2 separate regions of the Astyanax mexicanus genome follow, and region 2 is linked to region 1. A link is a contact called in public Hi-C data. All regions are on one chromosome and are shown on one strand. Each heading gives the region's core, a stretch centred on a gene start, on an enhancer-like site or on the middle of the called end of the contact. The rest is flanking DNA. Distances are from core to core; before and after follow the strand shown.

What was found. Hi-C and Micro-C count contacts between places; a contact is called where the count stands out from the background.
Region 2: a contact with region 1 is called in a Hi-C map of muscle, with 19 times the contacts expected there. The contact joins two enhancer-like sites. A contact is called at or near these places in 2 of 3 Hi-C or Micro-C datasets (both in muscle).

Annotation. Positions count from the first base shown.
Region 1 is chr14:24,044,011-24,051,094 of AstMex3_surface, forward strand. No RefSeq gene overlaps it. Among protein-coding and RNA genes, the nearest start is that of LOC125781096, 22 kb to the left of the region's middle. Within about 2 kb of position 2,446, the one cell type or tissue checked has an H3K27ac peak away from gene starts, as active enhancers do.
Region 2 is chr14:24,262,586-24,269,669 of AstMex3_surface, forward strand. No RefSeq gene overlaps it. Among protein-coding and RNA genes, the nearest start is that of LOC111193212, 23 kb to the right of the region's middle. Within about 2 kb of position 3,281, the one cell type or tissue checked has an H3K27ac peak away from gene starts, as active enhancers do.

The DNA.
Region 1 (7,084 bases), core at 1,196-3,695:
CTGAACACAAAACACTTTTCCACTGTGTGATGGTGTATACCAGATGCTGCTTCTGGACGTGGTTAACATATGGTTTCTGTTTTGCACAGTAAAGATTTAAGTGGGGGTTGTGAATGTAACTTCATATTGTAGTGCTTTACAAAGTTTGCCAAAAAAATCCCTTGTTCATGTGGTTCTAAAAGCTATCGCTGAATGACAGTTCTTGATCCAGTGCTTGGTGCAGTTCTCACAAATTTGTTCCCCTGCCCATCTTTGCTCCTTAAAGACTAAGGCTTTCGTGGCATGATTACAGTGATCTGTCAACTATCTGTTAATAATCACATCTTTTTTTAGTTTTCTAAATTGGCCCAACACTATTTGTTTATGAGTAAATGTAAGAAATACTGCATTTTTTCATTTGGTCCTATTTTGTCACCACTGATAGAACAGTTAACAGTGGCTGTTAAATCAAATCACATACATCAGTTTAATTTAAACTTTAGTTCAACAACCAAATTATAGGTTGGATAGGTAATTATCCTAATGAGTAAGGTAAAGAAAGACTCAACGCATTTTGCATGACCTAATTTGGATATCAAATATTCTCAAGTAAACTAACACACAGGGAACAAAGGCTAACTGTAGTGGGGTAACGATTTAGACAGTAGAACAAATTCTAGAATAATTGTGTAATGATGTTCCTTTGCAGCCAACCAAATTACTGACTAATCACTTTGCACAAATCAGGGTTTAAGCAGCCAGTTGACAAGATAATACTTGCCAATTAGAGCATAAGGAGAGGGCAGAAATCTAACAGCCAACCGTGTTAAACGAGTCGAATGAACAAACTGAATTCACTGAACAACCAAACCCAAGTGCAGGATTCAGGCTGGGAGTAAGATCAATCAGAGGACAGGGTCCCACTAACCAATCAGAGCGCATATGTCAACACAATTACCATTCAGGATTCAATCAACCAATTGCTTAATTGGATCTATTACAAAATGTCTATCAGAGATTTTAGACTTTTCTATTTGCACTTTAATTATAATTTTTTATAATCTCTTTATTTTGCTTTTCAATAATTTAAAAAGTTTAGCTCAAAAATGCATTCTCTAAATTATGAATTCTCATCTAAATAATTGCGTAAATAATTGCATTTGTAAGATTCATTCTAACATAAGATATAATGAAATATATAATAATAATAATAATAGTGTCCATTATACAGTGACCTGCCACAAACTCGCTCAAACTCTAACCTCACAAGAGAGCACCTTACCTTACTCTTAAAACATTCCAAAGCCGTCCTTTGGGGCATCACTTCATGATTCGTTTATATTTGCCATGTTAGTGTATTAATATGCAAGGTTCTTGTCAGGAAAACCCAGGCAGGGTGACGAGGAAAGCGGACACAAGTGCAGGTAAGGGCGAAATAAATAAATAATTTATTAAATAAATAACAAAGAAACAAGGAAACGAGGAACAAGTAAACATGTAAAAAGATAAACGAATAACCAAAACAAACCAGTGAAACAAAAGAACATAAGCTAAGCCAACAAGAGATAAAGATAATAAATAAACAGGGAATATATATAAGGGAAGAAACTAGAAATAAACAAGGAAAATAACTATAAACGAGAAAACAAGAAATAAACAAGAAACAAGGAACTAAGGCTATGAGAGAACAAGGAAACACTGAGAAAAGCTATTAAACACTGAGAGAGACAAACGACAGGTGAAGGGGCAAAGACCGACGGAGACTAAGTGGCAGAGGAGGGCTATTTAACAAACAGGAAACACACTAGAATTGGAAACACCTGCGGCAGGGGCGGAGCTAAAAATGAGAAACACATGGAAAAGTACTGAGACAGAACACAGGGGCACAGGTCACGTGGGACACACACAGAGACATGAGACAGGGCTAAGACCTGACAGTTCTGTAGGAATAACATATGTAATGGGCATGTACCTGTAATGTAACTAAGCCTATGTAATTGTAGATAAAAATATAACATTTGAAAAAGTCTTACAATGAAGTTTTAATTCTAAATTATATTACTTTGATGTACTTTGATTAGTGATATACATTCTAAAAATGCAACAACTAATGAATATTCAATTTTGGTTCACCAGAGATGTTTTGTTGTCCCTCTGGGCCTCTAGTGGGGTAAGCTATCCTTTTTAAAAATGGTAAAATGTATAAACCCTAGCGCTTGGTTGGTCTGCTGTTGAACATAGCTGTTGAACATAGCTCTTTCTGTGAGCACTAGGTGGCACTTGTGCTCCACATGTTGGACAGGAAATGTTAAAAACCTTAAACAGAACCAAACCAGCACACATGGAGTTAAGTTTTCTTCACCACTGCACAGCCACAGCTCACAGCCCTCAGGAGCAAACACAGAGTGAGGAGCAGGAGCAGGGTGCTGGGTCAGTGAGTGAGTGAATGAGTGAGTGAGGGGTTGGTTGGTGACTCACGTTCAGGCTCAGGGGAGTGTGTCTAGAGCACGCAGGCCTGAACAAACTCGTTACTCCCAGTCCCAGGCCCTGCTGGTACAGCTTCAGACTCTGGCTCACAGGTTTAACCACCGCAGAGTGGAACATCTCAATTTCAGGAAACACTGCACATGATTCTACAGATAATAATGTGAGAAGATCATACAGATGACCGAATGCTGTGATGATAAACAGAACACAGTGTCACTGATGTGAAGCACCACCTCGTTGTGTTTGAACTCTACCTATTAGTAGAGACTGGGACTCGAGTTTAAGATTACAGTGTCTCAATATACTGCAGTATACAATGAATTGTAAGCCTTGTATTGCAAAGTTGTTGCAGAACGATAACAGATCAATGGCACTGTCCTGGTTAGGTTGGCTAGGTTCTGTGGTTTGATATGATATGGGGATTATAGCTATAGTTCACTCCAGTCTTTAGTTATTAACCTCAGAAGACTGGAATCCAGCTAGCAGCTCAATGCTAGCTAACAGCCAAACTTAGTAGTAGGTTTGGAACATATTAGCGCCAATGCTAACTGAATTCTGAACTGAATTAATCGTTGATTTTTGATATCAGCTAGTTAGATAGAGTACTTACTTACTTTTTATTACACTTCTATATCGCCTTTCTGCCACTTAAGGCACTCAAGGACACTTACAATTACATTTCACACACACTCAACACACACCAGTGAGAAGCGGCAGCCAATCACCCACAGCATACTCTCAACCGGAATGACCGTCCACCTGGAGGACTGCCAATCAATATCTGGGCATACATTCACACACACATTCACACTTTTAGGGTAAATTTAGATTATCCAATTTTACCAGATGTCCATGTTTTTTGGACTATGGGAGGAAACCGGAGTCCCTGAAGGAAAACCACCCAGATAGGGACTTGAACCCAAGACCCCAGTGCTGGGAAGTGACTGTGCTAACAACTACATCAGCGTGGTGTAGGAGGTCAAGCAGTGCTGTTTTCTTTTGTTTTAATTTTTTTTTTGTGATTAATTAATCAAAATTTTCATTTTTCTGGACTTATTTTTTGAATATGTGGTTTACATTTATATGTTTTGCCTTTGTTTGGATTTGGTTGCTCTTAATAAACTCAGTTTTATCTCACTATCTATGAGTATTTGGTCAATCAGCCTGATGTTACATGTTACCTGTCTGTGGCATGAATAAATCACAACATGATGGAGAATAGTAACTGATTGGCCAAAAGACCAAAAGAGGTGCTCACAGGCCTGGATCGACAAAATCATGTCTAGATTTATTAGCAGTGTAAAGAAAAATTAGATGGTTCTGACTTTTAAATTTTAGGAAGTTATTGGAGGTGGAAGGCTATTGTCGACCATTAAACAATAGAAGAAGAAAGAGAACTGGTGTAGTGTTGTGACAAAATCTTACTCCTCTTCATGTGCAAGCATGTTGTGCAGGAGTATTTGTTTAAAAGCTTATACTTGCAGCTGCTGTATCTACTGTAACTGTAGACTAACGTTTATATATAAGCAGAAATTATATATAAAGAAATCTGAGAGAAATCATTTGCATTTCTTCTGTATTAATTATCCGTGCACTTGCAGGAAGTCAAATTCTAACAGGGAGGAGAGCAGAATTTGGCACAACACCTGGAATAGCAACATGCAAAACTGACAACATTCTTCAAGCCAATCAGTGTCAAGTATAGGTAGACATTATCAAAGAAAATGATGATGAAAGGGCATAACAAAGTTATTTAGTGCAATTCATGAAATCTAAACTAAATGTGAAGAATGTAACAACAGCAAATACCTTGGTTCAAACTCTGGTTGGGACTTTCAGGTGTAAAAACATCCATACTTTATTTTGTGCACTTTTTTTATTTATTTATGATAGATGTGTATTCCTCTACACAAGTTAAAATGATACCATAACGTATTTGGGTTCATAATCACATCATTTATTCTGTTAGCTCAGAACCTGGACCACTTTCCACTTCCTCACTTCTCAAACGTTTTGAGTATTTGAGCTCCTGTTCTAATAGACGCCAAGAATCTCCACTGCAACTCTACAGGACATTAGGCAGCTTATTCCTCACTCCCGTCTATTTAAAACATTGAAACGCTTTGTTTTTCCTGTAGAGCAGCTTAAAATTCTTCACTGTCATTCTTCACTGTTCTTCAGTATGTATGCAACAGGGAAAGATGACCCTTATTCAGAAGGCATGTTGCCACCGGGGCAAAAGTTGACCTCTTGCAGGCACTTGTGTGCCAGGGGCAACAAAGGCATGTCAGCTTGATGGGAACCATTTACAGGACGACTGCAGGATATGAAAGGGATTGTTCAGAATATCATTTCTTTTTTTTAACAGTTTGTTGGCCACTGGAGTAATTGGTGTGGTGCAACTGTCTAAGCATTGGCCCTTTCATCAGAGAGTGCGGGCCATCATGTGTGTGAGTTCATGACCCTGTTTACATGTGGTTTGAGTATGTGGATGCAGGGAATGTAGCTAACATGTTTGTAGCTGGCCAAAAATGGATCTTGTCCATATTTTTTTCGTCTTTGTCTTGGAAATACATCTGTCAAAAAACATTTTATTTTTATTTTTAATTAGTTTATTCCCAATTTCAAAATTGTTCCCATTTTCTACCAATTTAGCGGTATATCCCTATCACTAGTAATGCCACAACACAAGGAGGGTAAAGACTAGCACATGCCTCCTCCGATACATGTGAAGTCAGCCAACACTTATTTTCGAATTGCTGCTGATGCAGCATTGCCGAGTAGCATCACAGCGCACTCGGAGGAAAGCACAGTACTCGGTTCTGATACATCAGCTCACAGACGCCCTGTGCTGATCGACCTCACACTTTGGAGTGATGAGGGGAGAGAGCACCATCTACCCACCTGGAGAGTACAATGCCAATTGTGTTCCCGCAGGGCTCCTGCAGCTGATGGCAAGCTGCATGATCAGGATTTGAATCGAAAAACATTTTTATAAAACAGTCTATTAGATTTCCTAGTAGCTTTCTTTGTTAGAACTGTTCCGAAGTGTTATAGAAAAAGACAGATTTGGTCAGAAACCGTAGTTTATAGGAATTAAAGATGCTTAATTGGTCAACAGCATCCCTGTAATCGCACTGTGTAACTTTGGTGAAACAGGCTTTTCACTTTCACTGAGACGACCTCTCAGCTTGTCCAGAAAAGCAGATGTAAAGCATATTGTTTATTAGGTATGGCTCAAAATGTTAGTTACACTTCCTGAATGCAAGGAGAGCCTAGCAGCAAGAAATGCCACTTTTTGCACAATTCTGTTTTGTAATATTTGTAATTGTAATTTCTACTATTCACTAATATTTTATGCTAACTAACTAACTAAAACGCTGGAATGCAGCATTAAGCTCTGCAGATAGGTCAACATAATGTTTGTATATTGTTCGATTTTATATTTTTGACTTATATACAGTATATTTACTCTTTGGGAATAATGCATTCAGTACGATATCTGTATTAAAATTCTAAAAGCCTTCTCTGCCATTTTCCTCATGGATATTTCCAGATGTTCTTTGTATCTGAAATAAACAACATTTCCTTCAACCCAAGAGCTGTCTTCTGTTTACACAAAAAGTTCCTGAGAAGACTCTATCAAGCAACAGCAACTGTCCATCTTCTACAGTCCTGCATGGCTCATAAACAAGCTGCGGGAGATCAGGTTTCGCTGAGATAATATTACATAGATATTACACAATCGCCTTATTTACACACCTTTATTTCTAGTGAATCATTTCTAATCAGAGTAATTCATTAAACCCTTAAATCACAGGGGAAATGAACTTGCCTTTTCTTTGGAACAGGAAAAAACATAAATAATTTCAATGTTTGTGGAAACTTCCTCATGTCTAGAGAGATTGGAAACACCTTCAGGAAAACACAGACATGCTCAGGGCCACAGCGCTAGTAACGTAAATTTCAAATCTGTCTTTAGGCCAAGGAGTACTTTTAAAGACCAGGGTAATTTTCAGTCAATCCCTTAGTGACCCAACAAGCATCAGTAATAAAACAGATAATGGTCAAGGGCTTTTTTAATTGTGTAAGTCATTTGACTAACAACACCTGGCCTTTTAAACCTGGTGTAAAATTGTTCGAAAGCATCTGGAAGAAATTAGACATCTCTTATTCCAGCAACGTGAGTCACTGTAGGGTCTCTCATCACATTAACTGCAGTCATGTTCTCTAACCCCAGCCAAGCAAAGTGGAGATTTTTTTTTTTGTTGAACTGATGTCTGTTCTACCTTGTTTTTAGGCAATAAGTGGTCCAAATCCAAAAAATAAATTCATTTTGAAGTTGAAATATATGATTGAAAATGTTTTACTTGTCTGAAACTCAAAAGCAAAACTGCAGTTTTTTTTTTGTTATTTTGTAAGTCTTCATCTTCAATCAGTTTTTACTCTAATTATGAATGACTGCAGTACTGCAGCTGGATTTACAATAAACCCAACATAAACCCTCTCCTGTATGATCTCACATGAGTCTCTTCAGACCTTAGAACTTTTTTAAAAACACCTCCCAGTAAGGCTTATGTATTCAACTGGCAACCCCCTATGAGGTTTCTATACAGAC
Region 2 (7,084 bases), core at 2,031-4,530, 220 kb after region 1:
TTAATCAGAGTTACCAGCCTCAGAAACTTTAAGTTAACATCTTAACCCCAGATGAGAGCCGCTTAAAACTTTCACAGAGTATTTTGGTTTGTTTAACATTTTTAAGTTACTACATGATTCTTTATGTGATCCTCCACAGTCTGGATGACTTCAGTATTAATTTGCAATGTAGAAAATAATAAAAAATAAATAAATGGGAAGAGATGTGTGCAAAATTGACTGGTACTGTAGGACAAGAAATCTCAGCATAATTGACTAAAATGGGAGTGGCTACTCAAAATACACACGTGATGAAACGTGTGTATTAAAAACGTGATGAAACCCAACCTTAAAGCCCACTTAGAAGTTTTATTTATACACATAACCAAGAATATAGCGTGTGCAACCTATAAGCTACGCTAGACAATAATTTGCTAGACATTAAGTGCCTATAGGCTTGAAGTCTGGATTTGACTAAAGTTTGCTACAGATTTGAATGGTCCTAAGGTATCTAAATGCCTCCTTGAGTGCGTCCATACCTAGAAGAACCCCCCAAAAAACTCCTTTACTACACAATGCATACATGTTAATTTACATGGTATTAATTTGACCTGAGGTCAAGTTTATGGCTTGTTTTTCAGAAGGTAAAAGGCACCAGACTCACTGAGAAAATCAATTAGAAACTCCACCTTCCCGTGTGAAACTAATGCCATCCTAATAATGCTTAAGAATGGATCCATGAAGCACAGGGTTGTAAAATAACGGTAAAAGATAACACCAAGGACCATACACTCTGAATCGCAGCAGGCAAGCACGGCCAAGTCATGATTCCCATTCCTGTTTGTACAAATCCTTCCACTCTTCCCCATCTTCACCCTCATCTTTATCAGATTAACACGCGAGGCCTGTAACTGCCTTATTGACACGTGATACTACCATCCAACAGTTTCTAATTGTGCTTCACCCTCAGTGCTACAAGGCACTTGAAGGAAAATGGCGGGAAAACCTACTCCTCTTATCTTCAGCAAATACGAGGAGAGCCTGCTGCTCAAACGCTCCTGTAAAAATGCAAAGCAGCGTGGGAACCCTCCGCATCTCGTTATGCAAAGCTGTCTCAGAGATAAGCCAGAGCCGTTTACATAACGGCAACGCGCTATGAGAGCGTGAGGTACAGCTGGCCACCGTTTAAAAACTGTCATAACACACGCCCTGCCGCAGCCTGCTGTTTGTTTTGGCTTTGGGAAGTGAGATTGTTGGGGACGCTGAGCCGCTCCTGTGTACGGAGAGGTGGAGAAAGCATCACTGAAGGTGTACCTGCTGTATCTGAGTGGCAGACAGATGGAGGAGGATAATAAAATCAATACCGTATCAAACTGTTCCTGTTTGTATGTTTATATAGGAAAACGACTCACTTTCCTTGCCCTGGGCTTGTGAATGGAAAGAGAACTGTAATGAACGAAACACTGAAAGAGATGAAAAGTCATGTTGCCATGTTGCTCTCCTAAAAAGCATAAGACATGGCCTCAGTGCTTTATATGTAAAACAAATCACATTACTGAAATGTGTAGGTTGTAAGAAGCAGTAAAGCCACTCCTCTAAAGTGCAGCGTTATACAGGAATTTCAGTTTGGTTCTCCAGCACCAAGACTCAAGACTGGAGCAGTATTAGCATTAGTCGCTAACTATGATAAGCGCTAGCTCTTTTACTATTCAGAGGTGAGTATATCGAACTGTAGTCTGCACATGTACCGTGTTAAAACAAGCTACATGGGTTGAACTGCTAGCTAATATCACCCTGGCTTACCAGAACACTCAGAGTTCCTCAGTGCAACACTATCGAGCAGCATTAGCCGATAACCGCGGTTAGCCTTAGAAATTTGAGCTTACTGTAAATAAAGGGAAGCGCTTCACTCACCCAAATAAACAGTTTTCAGGAGTTTTCAGAAATCTGTGTAGATTAGCATCCAGCGCTCATTTAAGACCTGCTGAATTAGAAGGAAAACATGGCAACACCCTTGTTCCTTACTAGTGTCTCATAATGCACCTTATAATCAAATGTGCCTTGTGTATAAAAATAGATCAGAAAAAAGATTATTGATAGTTTATTAACAGTGCACCTTATTATCCACCTTATAGTGTGACAAATATGTTAAGAGTGTGTCTGTGTGTTTTTTTTTTATCATAAAATCATTTTTAAAGTAATTCTCTGGAAAGATATTTCAGGTCTTAGTACTAGAGCTTTGATTTTAAATACTGTTATCTATAAATCGTTAAATTTAGTAGATTTCTGTGAATACTGACCTATATTTCACAGATTTCTATATTTTTATCTATTTGGCAAATTCTCAATATAAATAACTGTACATAGAAAAGTATTTAAATGTCAGTTTTATAAATCTGCCTATACTGGTGCATGTTTTCCACACTGTGTTAAATATTGTGTACTGTAACAAATGTATTTAAATATCAAGAAGTAATATTTTAACATATCGCCCAGCCCTATCTCAGACTGGCTGAAGTAAAATAACTGAAGTTTGGCCTCCACATATACAAGACTTTGTTTAAAGAATCCACTTTCAACAGTGGGCACTGAATAGGAGGAAAATCTATTCTGACCACTACATCTCTGCCTACGCTGCCCCATGGTGTCAACCTGCCCGTCAAGCCAGTTCTGTCCCTTTGTGTGTTTCTCTCATGTTCCTCTGCTTTCTGAGAGACCATTCAGAGGCCCCAGGCCTTGAAGCTTGAAGCTATTCACCTTGGTCAGCATGACGACATCCTTCACTGTGCTGCTTTGCTCTGGCGGGAGGACAGCTCTGCTTACTGACACGCTTTAAGACCACAATGTACCCCCATATGAAACATATATACGGAATTTTGCCCAACAATTTATTTACATTAACCTGAATTTAAAAAAATGTTCTGTGTAATTACACACTCTCACCAGAGAGGTCTCTAAAATCCCCAAATCCCCAAAATATACAGACTATCGCTTTAAGTTGGAAGTCATTCAAGGAAAGCTGAAAATTTGGAGAGGGGAGAAAACATTTACACTCAGAAACACACACACTCTCTCTCTCTCTTTCTCTCTCTCTCTCTCTCTCTCTCTCTCACATATACAAGCACAAAAACACGTGCAAACACACGTGTTGGTGTCACAAAGTGCTAAAAACAAGTTCACACCACACACACACACACCTCTTTGTCTTTGAAAAACAAAACATATCCCTCTGGGAGTGCCATCTGTGTTTCTATTGCTGTTATGTTACAAGAGCGCACCTGTCCTTATATGGAGTCCTAATAGTCTGTGACATGCCACAATGTGGTGGGCGGGGCCTATGCATCTTTCAGGAGTTCAGTGTGGTACACGGCCACGCCCACAGGTGAGCTCATACCATAACAAAGCAGACATAAAGGAGCAGTACCATAAGCAATTAAAGGATTACAGCAAACACCCGCTGACCCACATAATGCTTTTAAAATAGAGAAAAGAACAGAACAGGGGCTGCTGAAAAGAAAGGAAATCAAGAGTGATTTAAAATCATTTAGGGGCATTTAGACACATGTGAGAAGTGGGTAAAAATCCCCTCAGGGCTCCTTTCAAGTCCTGTACTGTTTATGGGATGCAACATAGGAGAATACACAGTTAACTGGAGTATTTTTTATGACTGATTGGTTTATGAGGTGTATTATTTTCAGTGCAATTTGAAAACTATATTTATAGACAGGAGTAACTTTTTTTCTATTTTTCTTAAATTTCCTCTTTAGTTTAGAGAAAATATCTCTTTACACTTGCTCTTGATTCCAGCCCCTGTGGCTTATACACAACTTACTCAATAAAAATTATCGATAGAATGATAGAAAGACCTAATCAACAATATAATGTCCAAAAAAAACGATGAATGTGAATATTAAAGTCAGTAAGTAAGTAAATATTCTGCTATCTGTTGTATAAATAATAATATGTGGGCCATTTCACCGAATGGGTGCCATTTGCTTGTTGTAACGCTTCCAACGCTTTTTTTAAAATTATGAATCTAATAATACATGTATTTAACCAGTCAAAACATGAACTGGCCTAACTCAGGCAGCAAGGGTTCTAAGCCGAAGATGGTTACACATCTCATGTGACTTAATAAGCATGTTTTTCATATTTCACTAATTCCTTTGATTTTCTTTTTAAGAAAGACTGTGTTCAAATAATTTATATTTATGACAAAAAATATCACTCCTGTTACTGGTACTCACTCCTGTTACTCTTTATGTTTCGAGTAACAGGAATGAAAGTAACAGGAATGAGTTTTTTTCCATATAATTACATATGACTGTAAAATGTTCCAGATGTGTCAGATGATCAGGGTAATGTGTTACGGTAACAGGAATGAGTGAACCCAGAGACACAACTAAAATTAGTATTTTCATTTAATTATTATGAAAAAAAAAGCATTAAAGCATTTTAATTTAAAGCATTTGGAGTCACACTACAATGAAAAATATGACATCTCTAAAGGATAAAAAAAATAAATGAAATGTCATGGTAAAGTTTATAATTAGAAAGTGGGGACAGGTAACAAATGCTAATAGTTTTTATTATTTTCTTTTTAATTACTTATGTTACTTTTACAATTAAGTCAATGTACAAGACACTATGCTTAATAATAAAATGTATTTTAAAGTTATTTTGTTTGCACATTTATACATGTAATTAATTTAATGGGGACAGATGGCACCCATTCAGGTGAATGGCCCATAAAGTGGTGGTTACAGCAGCTGAGGGCGCTCAGGCTGCAGTGCTGTGATTTCTGAGGCGGGGAGGTGAGGACATCTAGTGGACAAAACACCGCATCGCACCTTCTGTACGTTTTAGCGTAGATTTTACACAATGATGGTGTTCTGTCGAGTTGTGCTACCCGGCAAAACCGTGCTACCCTAGCGTATATTAAAAGGTAAAAATACAAAATAAGCACAATATTATATCATGTTCCTAGCAGAAGTCTTTTTACTGTTTTTAGATAACCTAAATCACTGTCATTACACTTTTGTTTAATGACAGGGAGTCCAGAGAGAATTGTTAAATGCACAAAAAATTGAATTATTATAAAACACGAGAAATAATATTAAAAAAATGCAGCACAGGTTAACGCATGCGTAGTGTTTTACGGAAGTATGTATCGGTTGGTAGCATAACTCGACATATAAACCCTGTTTTATTATATTCAGTCAATGGTTTCACCTGTCTGATAAAGAAAGCTGAGGCCTAATTGTGAATGTATGCAGACTATAGTCTTTAGGATAGGCTATTATCTAGGAACACAAACGCCATGACTGACAAGCCATTTTTCACAGAAGAAAAGTAAAATGGTAAAATTATATACTTCAATACTTACCTCGCTTTTCTGTTGTTTACGTGCTGTCGACGAACAGGTGAGACTGTGTCCTACAGCCTTAAGAAATAATCAGGTTTTTATGTTTGAGAATAAGTGTTTTGTGTATGTCTACAAAACTTGTTCTCACAGCCCCCTAAAAAGATTATTAGGCTAGAAAAAATCAGCTGGTTTGTCTTTTATCAGCTTCACTTTGCCTTGTGAAAACTGGAACATAAAAAATAAGGAAATACTTAAAAACATGCCAGAAAAAAGCCAAAGAAAAAATACAAGACATAAATCACTTTCCTCAATCTAATAAATCTTAACCCTGGTTTAGAAGATATGCTTTATTTAAAGTAAAAAGTGAAAAATCGAGGAAAATTTCTAATTCATTTATATACAGACAAACACAGACCCAGGGAACTCTTCTAGATATTGTTTGCTTTTAGATGTACATATTTATACATTATATATATATATATATATATATATATATATATATATATATATATATATATATATATATATATATATATATATGTTGGTCCACTTCTCACAGTGGATCAGCACCAGCAGATGACATCCTCTCCAAACTATTACTGACCATCAGAAAATTTTGTATTTCATTTGGATATCAAGAGACCAGAGTCTGGAGGAAGAGTGGAGAGACACACAGTCCAACCAAAGTTTCTGCAATCAGTGATGGTTTGGAGAGCCAAGTCATCTGCTGGTGTTGGTCCACTGTGTTATATAAATTCCAAAGTCAGTGCAGTGTTTTCCTGGAAAATCTTCATGCTTTCGTCTGCTGACAACTTTTATAGAGATGCGGATTTCATTTTCCTGCAGGATTAGGCACACTGCCAACAGTAAAATATAATATTTAAATTTTTTGAGACACTGATTTTGACTTTTCATTGGCTGTAAGCCATAATCACCAACAATAAAAAATAAGAAATAAACACAACCGATCACTCTGTGTGTAATACATCTATATAATATGAGTTTCACTTTTTGAAATAAATGACTGAAATAAAGTACATTTTCAATGGTATTCTAATTTTTTTAAGGTCCACTCAAAAATCCATCATACAGACTCAAAACTGAATGTGTTCAGAATGGTTCATGTTCATGGTAACTCATGTACTATTCAATATGTAGCACGTACTATATATAGTGAACTGACTAGGGAATGACCAACAGCAAACGTCTTTAATCTGTACTGCTCGAGGGACGTTTGACACATAACCACCACACTGCATTATGGGTGTTTAATAGTGAACTATACAGGCAATAAAATGTTTTTAAATAATGTTAAAATTTTAAACAGCACTACATCATTGCTGGCTGTTGCAATGGACACTGCTATCCCACAATGCAATGCAAAACAGAAAGAGGGGGGGGGGGGGGGTTCTCATGTCTTGAACAATAGTAGAAAAAAAGACAGATAATGATTCAAGTTATTAGCTTATTAGTTTCTGTTAAGGCAAACAACAGGTAGTACTTAACATTTTGTGTACTAACCTTCCGAAACCCACACTATTAAGACTATTAGACTATAGTATATATGTTAGAGTATTACTGTGTATTATTGAGACACAGCTGTAGTCTAAATTTGAAATAGTTTTATAGTTTTATAGTGATCAAGTGACCTGACTGTCAGTATTTTAGGATTTATGCTTCTGCACACTGCATAGGATCTGAGATTCAGATTAAATTCTGCTGAAAAATCAAATCCTCTCT